Regions from separate parts of the Macaca mulatta genome. Here region 1 is linked to region 2. A link is a contact called in public Hi-C data. All regions are on one chromosome and are shown on one strand. Each heading gives the region's core, a stretch centred on a gene start, on an enhancer-like site or on the middle of the called end of the contact. The rest is flanking DNA. Distances are from core to core; before and after follow the strand shown.

Region 1 (3,943 bases), core at 116-2,615, 190 kb before region 2:
CAGCCTGCCTGATCACTAACAACTTAATCTAAGCACATTATTATTTGTTTGTCTTGGTTTTCCAGTCCAATCCAATGTGATTTCCAAGTCAATTCTTTCACATTCTGTTTAAACTCCCTTCCAAGTTTTCTCCCTCTCTGTTCCTCCCTATGATCACGTCTAATCTCCAGAGTCTCATGTTCTGCCACTCCAAGTAAACAGGTTAATCCAGGTTTCATGGACTCTTCCAGTTGTTCAGCTCAAACTGATTACTATTAAGGGGAATTTGAGTGCATTGGGCCAATTTTTAAAGACAAATATGAATTTGTATGGAAATCTCCAAGGATTTTAATGTTGATAACAATTTTTTAAAAAACTAAATACTGTATGCATACCCCTGTCTTCCTCTCCATCCCCCAAAAAAGATGACTATTAGCTAGTCAGATTGCAATTTCTGTCCTGGACTCCTGAAGGGTCCATGGGTATACTTAGGGAATATATAAACCTCTTTTTCAAACTGCAGTCAACCTATTATTAATGTAGTAAAGTTAATTTAAATTCATAGCAATCGGTATTTTTAGTAAGCTAAAAAGAATAATTTAGGATGGAATGAATGGACTTGGAGGAAAAATAGAGTGAAAAGCAAGAATATTATTTTGAGAAATGTCATATTTATGTGTGTATGTGTACCAAGTGACACAGAAATTGTATTTCTGAGGAGAGTGGCCAAACAAGTTTAGAAACGCATGTATATAATTTAGTTTTATTCAGTTTCCCAAATACAGTCATCCCTCAGTATCCACAAGGGATTGAGTCCGGGACCCTCTATGGGTACCAATATCTTAGGATACTCAAAACCCTTACATTCAATAGTGTAATATTTGCATTTATTTTACACCCAACCTCCAGTATACTTTAAATCATTTCTAAATGACTTGTAATACCTTATGCAACCTAAATGCTATGAAAGTGGTCATTAAACTGTATTATTTTTAATTTTTTTTTGTAATGTTTTCAATGGGGGAGTTGGTTGAATCCACAGATAGGTAACCCAGGTATAGGGAGGGTCAACTCTCTAATTCTGCACCCACAGAGGACAGGAACATAAAAATGCCGACTCCCTATGGACGGCTTCCCCTCCACGCTCTTTCTTCAATCTTCCTCTAGGGGGTGCTCAAATTAGCTTTAGCACAGCGTGAAGCCAGTGCAGGGCCTGGCCTCCACTTCTCCAGGGGGCGATGCAAAGATTTTGGTCGCTAAAGGTATCGTGGTGCGCGCGTCTGGAAGCATTTCCGCTCTGGAGCATCGTCGTTCCGCCGGGTACCAGCGTTCCTGTGACGCACTTCCGGTTAGCTGAGCTGCGCACATGTGACCGGAAGGGAAGTAACGTCAGCCTTGAGAACTGAGTAGCGGTGCCGTGTGGCGCCTTGTTCTAGAGAACTGAATAGCTGTACTGTGTGGCGCCTTGTTCTAGGCACTTCTTGGACACCATGTCTCACCTGCCGATGAAACTCCTGCGTAAGAAGATCGAGAAGCGCAACCTCAAATTGCGGCAGCGGAACCTAAAGTTGCAGGGTGAGATGCGTTGACTCGCGATGGCTCAGGAGTCCCACGCGCCAGTCCTGGCGCGTTCGGGCGGCCGGGGGCCCAGCTGCTCCGAGTGACGGAGGCAGCGTCCCCTGCAGAGTGTGTGACTGGGGAGAGTGAAAAGGCGGCCTCCACTCGGGGCCTGCGCTGCTGCCGACTAGTCGCGTGGCTCCAGCGCTGCTCCTGACCTTTCTGAGCAGTTTCTTCTTACAGCGTTAGAGCAGGAGGCCTCCCGGTTCGTTTCTAAGCTTGCAGCTAACCCTGCCTTTTGCATTTCCACCTTACCTTTTGATTCCCTCACCACCTGCAAGTCGCACCTCACCCCATCCCTCATTTCCGGTTAGGCTACATGGAACGTTCTCATTTACACCCACTTTTCACATCATTTAATTCCCGTATTTCTTTCTCCGAAAGCCCGTCTCGCTGTTTCTAGAGCTTCTTTGATACTATTGCCTTCCTCTACCCACCTCCACACACACTCGTAGCACTTTCTCACAAGAGCTTCTACATATTTGTGTCCTGCGCGGTCACCTAAATGAAAAGGATTTTACATGAATGTCACCTTTCTTACCTACCTCATTTGCAGTCCCAGTGTCCTGACAATGGGGCCACAGATCTTGAAGTAATTGTGTTAACTTATTGTCCAGGTTAAGATATAAACTACCCGAGGGAAAGGTTGGAGGCACAGTGCCTTGCCCCAGTAGGTTTTCAACAGACATTAATTGAAAAAAATTCTGCAGGAGGCAATAGGTTTGTGAATTTTAGGAATATGTTTTGAAGTACTCTTATATTTCTAATTCCTATAGAATAATACTACAGCGTTACTAACTACTTTTCAGTGCCTGTGTAAGTAGATTTGAACAAAAGATGGTGTTTTCTCTTTTTCAGTAAACACACAGGAAGCCTTTGGTAAGGACATTCTCAGATACAGTCATGCGTCACATAACAGGAGGGGGGATACATTGTGAGAAATGCGACATTAGGGGCTTTTGTCGTTCTGCGAACAGCTTATAGTTACACAAACCTAAATCTGCTACACACCCAGGCTACATAGTATAGCCTGTTGCTCTTAAGCTGTCATCCTGTACAGCATGTTACTGTACTATACTGAGAGAATTGTAACACAATGGTAAGTGTATGTATTGCTAAATATATCTAAACATAGAAAAGGTACAGTAAAAATACCGGTACATATGACATGAGAGATTTTTAGAAATGGTACATCTGTATAGAGTACTTACCATGAATGGAGTTTGCAGGACTGGAAGTTACCCTGAGCGAGTCAGTGAGTGGTGAGTGAATGTGAAGGCCTAGGACATTACTGTACGCGACTATAGACTTTATAAACACTGTACACTTGGGCTATACTGTTTAGTTTTTTAATACTTTTATTCTTAAATTAACCTTAGCCTGCTGTAACTTTTACCTTATAAACTTGTTAAGGAGTTATACCTGATGTGAATGACGAGTTGATGGGTGCTGATGAGTTGATGGGTGCAGCAAACCAACATGGCACAAGTATACATATGTAACAAACCTGCACGTTATGCACATGTACCCTAGAACTTTAAGTATAATAATAAAAAAAAAAAAGTTAAACTAAAAAAAAAAATTTTAGCACTTAGCTTACAACACAAGCACATTGCACAGCTGTACAAAAAGTTTCCTTATGTCCTTATTGTATGTGATTTTTCTGTTTGTTTGTTTTTTTTCTTTTTAAGCTTTTTGTTAAAAATGTAAAGACACAAACACATTCAGTATCACTGTCTTCCACGTCCACATCTTGTCCCACTGGAAGATGTTCAGGGGCAACAACAGGCATGGAGCTGTCATCTCCTATGATAACAGTGCCTTCTAAAATACTTTTTTCCCTGAGGCTCTTTTACAGTCGACTCATTTTTTTTTTTAATAAGTAGAAGGAGTACACTCTAATGATCAAAAGTATAGTAAATACATAAACCAGTAACATAGTTGTTTATTATCATGTATTATGTATTGTACATCATTATGTGTGCTGTGCTTTATATGACTGGCATCACAGTAGGTTTGTTTACGCTAGCATCACCACAAACATGAGTAATATGTTGCACTACGACATTGCAACAACTGATGGCACTAGGTGATAGGAATTTTTTAGCTCCTTTATAATCTTATGGAGCCACTGTATATATTGTCCTTAATTCACAGAAATGTCATTGTGCACGCATTACTGTATTTGTGTGTGATAAATATTGGGGTAAATAAGTGGTCTTATCAACTGAATTTTCAACTCACTGCAGTCCAGTAGAGTTGGGGTTGAATGTTTTGAAGCGGTATGAGAAATAGTACTTGTGCGAATGAGTTGTAAATGTCTTTTTCAATATATCAGTTAATCATA
Region 2 (3,795 bases), core at 870-3,369:
ATTTATTCATTTTTCCCTAGAAAGACCTCCACTGATAGTACTGCGGAACATTGGGCTGGAGGGATTTAAACTAGAACGTGGGAGACCACATAGGAGTCAACAACAAAAGGCCAGGCAAAAACTTGATGAGACCCTACAATAAAGAAGTGGCAAAAAAGAAAACTGCAAATGTCACAGTACAAATCCTATTGTTCACTATCCTGGGTGCCATCAAAGCAACGTGCATGTAAGGTTTTACCTAATACAGCGGTTCTGACAACATTATGCTTGTTAGGTTTTCTTAAGACAACAAAATGGACTTGCATTCTGGGAGCACACACTGACAGACAAATCTGTCCTCTCATCACTATATTCCCAGCTTCTGGACACAGAACACAGTGATCCCTCAATTAGTGGATACTTGTGATAAGAAAGAATTGAGGATTTGGGAGGAGTGCAGAGGAGAAAGATTGGTCACAGGCAGGTAAGCGTGAAGGGACCAGACTCACCAGGTCAAGCAAACAGTCACTGGCCAATGCCTGCTCCAGAACCTTAGGAAAAAGGCAGAGGTGCGGCGTGGATTCCATTTCTCTCCAGAATCCAGTAAACTAGACTAGCCTTTGAGTAAAATCAACTGAAAGGGACGACAGATGCAAACTACCTATGAGATGCTAAGTGATATTTGTAGCCAAAAGAAAATGAATACACTTTCCCTGTATTCCCAGCAAACGTGGAAATCCGCAAACCACTCCTGACTCTCCCTAGCACTAAGTGAGTACTCAACAAACACCTCTGGAAAAGAACCCCGCCCTCTTCTGGAGAAGCTGCAATGTTTCCGCCCAGAGCTCGGTCCCCCCCAACACAGCACCCCAGGCATGCGTCCCACCCCGAACGCCCAGGCGCGCTGACCCAGCGGGACACCTCCCTGGTGCGCGCAAGTCTCCCAAACTTCCTCCCGCCGCCCCGGTCCGGGTCAATTCAAGGAGGGTAGCATTCCCTCCCGACAGCAAGGCGGGTGGGGCTGGCCGCCGGGACCCTGCGGGGTGGCGGTAGGCGTCCCAAGGTCACCGCCCTTCGCACCACCCGAGCCCGGACCGCCTCGGACAGCGGTCTCGTGACTCCAGCGCCCAGCAGCCTGGGCTAGCCCTGCAGTTTGTGGTTGGGGAGCCTGTCCCGGGCAGGGGGAAAGGTGGGAGCCCAGGGACCCCCGGCGCGTGGGGCTGCGTCAGGGCAGGTGTCGGGCTGGGAAGGCCACCTCCGCCCCAAGAGACCCGGGAGCGGCTTAAGTTTGTCCCTACCCGCCCGCTGCTCCCTGCCCATGCAGAGGCACCCGCTCCCCGCCTCCAAGAAGAGGGTCGGCGCTTCCCCGAGGTGGATACACCTGAGGAAGGGGGCGGGGCGCCCCTATCGTACCCAGGGCCCGCTCAGTCAGCCGCCCCGCGGCTTGGCCCTCTCTTAGCAGGAACCCCGACGTGTCAGGGAAGGAGGAGGCGTTCTTACCTCCGGGAGACCCTGGCCCTCCGGCCCCTTGGGCAACCCCATGATCCGACCGGGCTGTCGTAAGGCGAGAGCGAAGCCCGCCAAGCGTCCGGAGGAAGCTGTCCCTGTCGCGGAGCTGCTACCGGGGTAAGTGCAAAGCGGAAACTTCCTCCGCCACCGCCGCCGCCGCTGCTGCTGCCGCTGGCCGGGAGCGCCACGGCCGGGCAGAGCATGCGCGCTGGGGCCTGAGCGCGGCGCCACTGCGCCTGCGCCACAACAGCCCGGGGAGCAGTGGGCTGGGCTGCGGGTTCTGGGGTTGTGCTGGATCTTCGCGCCGATTCTCTGAAGTTTTCTCCCAGGCGCTGCTTGAGAGGTGCTCCTCCTGCATCTTGAGGACATTTTGCATTTCAGCTCCCTTCCCATCTCGCTGGCATCGGATACCCCAAGTGGGTCCTGTCTCCTCCGTGAATCAGACTTCGGAAACTCCCTCGCTTCAGGGTCAGAGTCCAAGTACACATGAGCTTGAGGATTCTGAATGCATGCCCAGCTCTAGCCCTTAGAAACGCACGCTTGGACAGATTTCTCCATATACATCCCAGGAACGGACCCCTTGAGAAGGAATTCTTCATGCCGGCTGCCCTCTCCAGCGTCCTGGCCAGTGGCATCGCGATCCCAGGAAACCTCGCTTTAGATATTGCCCACCACCCCGCCCCATTCACGGTTTCTGGGTCTTCCTGGAGGAATGACATCTCAGAGACTGCGGACTCCTGTGTTCACGTCATTTTAGCCGCCGCGTCCCTTATTTGGTGTACCCCTTGTCGGTCCCGGAGGATGGCAACTAGACAAGAGGTCGCAGGCCCCCACACCCGCTCCAAAACGGCTCTTGGCTTTTTGTTTCTTTTAAGCGATGAGGAAAGAGATGACTTCCGTGAAAACTTTTGCTTCCCTCTGTATATGTGTGTGGGATGGGAAGTGTCAGACACTTAGCTCCTTGAGATCAAAAAGGTTTTGTGTTTGCTTTCCTCCCTTCTTTGCATCCCTAGCATCTTTAAAAGAGTAGGCAGGCGCGGTGACACATGCGTGTAATCCCAGCACTTTGGCGGTCGAGGCAGGAGGATCGCTTGAACCCAGGAGTTGGAGACCAACCTGGGCAACATAGTGAGACCTCCATCTCTACAAAAAAATAAGAAAATTAGCCGGGTGCCAGTGGTCCCAGCTAGCCGGTAGGCTGAGGTGGGAGAATTGCTTGAGCCGGGAAGGTTGAGGTTGCAATGAGCTATGATAACACCACTGCACTCCAGCCTGGGTGACAGAGCAAGACCCTGTCTAAAAATTATATATATGTATGTGTGTATATGTATATATGTGTATATATATGTGTGTGTGTATATATATGTGTGTATATATATATGCAGTGATGTTTTCTATTTTATTTTTATTTTATTTTTGCACCTTTTGTACTCCTCCTGGAGTTTATCCTGATAGACAGTGGTTTGTCTGGAGCCAGAGCTCACAAGTAGTTGGAAGTGCCCTAAGGACACCATTTTGTTCTTAAATATAACTAGCAAATATTACTCAAAACTGTGCACCATCCCCAACCCCTGGTCCCCAATAATTTGAATAATGTGAATATGCAAGTTAAGGTATTGAGACGGGAACCCTCCTGTGTGGTATATCTTGCTCTTATGCTTTGTAAAGCCAATAAACCTCAATTTCTACTCTCATAACTTCCCAAATGTGTTGTTTTTGTAGTTTTAAAACTGTCCTTCACTGAAATGGTATAGGTTGATGGGGCATGGAGAGTGACAATCATTTGTGGCCACTGTTGAGTGACCAGACAGGTACTGATGCCTAGGAACAGGTAGTAAGATCTCATAGAGCAGGCAAGCCTAAACAGCTGTATATAATAGCAGCCTGGAGACTAAGACCTGGAGAATAACAGGACTCAGGCCACACCCTGAGTTTCCTGTTATAATACTTCTGCAATGTTTTAAATAAGGACGAGTAGCTAATTTCCTCAGTAAAAAACTGTCCTTCCCAAGTGTGGTGGCTCATGCCTGTAATCCCAGCACTTTGAAAGGCCGAGGCGGGCGGATCACCTGAGGTTGGGAGTTCGAGACTAGCCTGACCAACATGGAGAAATGCTGTCTCTACTAAAAATACAAAATTAGCTGGGCGTGGTGGTACGTGCCTGTAATCCCAGCTACTCGGGAGGCTGAGGCAAGAGAATCACTTGAACCTGGGGGGCGGAGGTTGCGGTGAGCTGAGATTGTGCCACTGCACTCCAGCCTGGGCAACAAGAGCGAAACTCCGTCTCAAAAAAAAGAAAGAAAAGAA

Evidence for each region. Hi-C and Micro-C count contacts between places; a contact is called where the count stands out from the background.
Region 1: a contact with region 2 is called in a Hi-C map of cortical neurons, with 5 times the contacts expected there. The contact joins the promoter of DDX18 here to the promoter of CCDC93 in region 2. A contact is called at or near these places in 3 of 14 Hi-C or Micro-C datasets (CD4 T cells, cortical neurons and fetal cortex germinal zone).

What each region holds. Positions count from the first base shown.
Region 1 is chr12:19,683,830-19,687,772 of T2T-MMU8v2.0, reverse strand. It overlaps DDX18 (DEAD-box helicase 18), which reads left to right and starts at 1,365. Exons shown (of 12, transcript XM_077956868.1): 1 at 1,365-1,554. The coding sequence starts at 1,470.
Region 2 is chr12:19,498,731-19,502,525 of T2T-MMU8v2.0, reverse strand. CCDC93 (coiled-coil domain containing 93) reads right to left here and starts at 2,119. Exons shown (of 24, transcript XM_077956867.1): 1 at 1,480-2,119. The coding sequence starts at 1,881. It overlaps LOC144333367 (a long non-coding RNA gene), which reads left to right and starts at 1,439. Exons shown (of 2, transcript XR_013401954.1): 1 at 1,439-1,605; 2 at 1,870-3,182.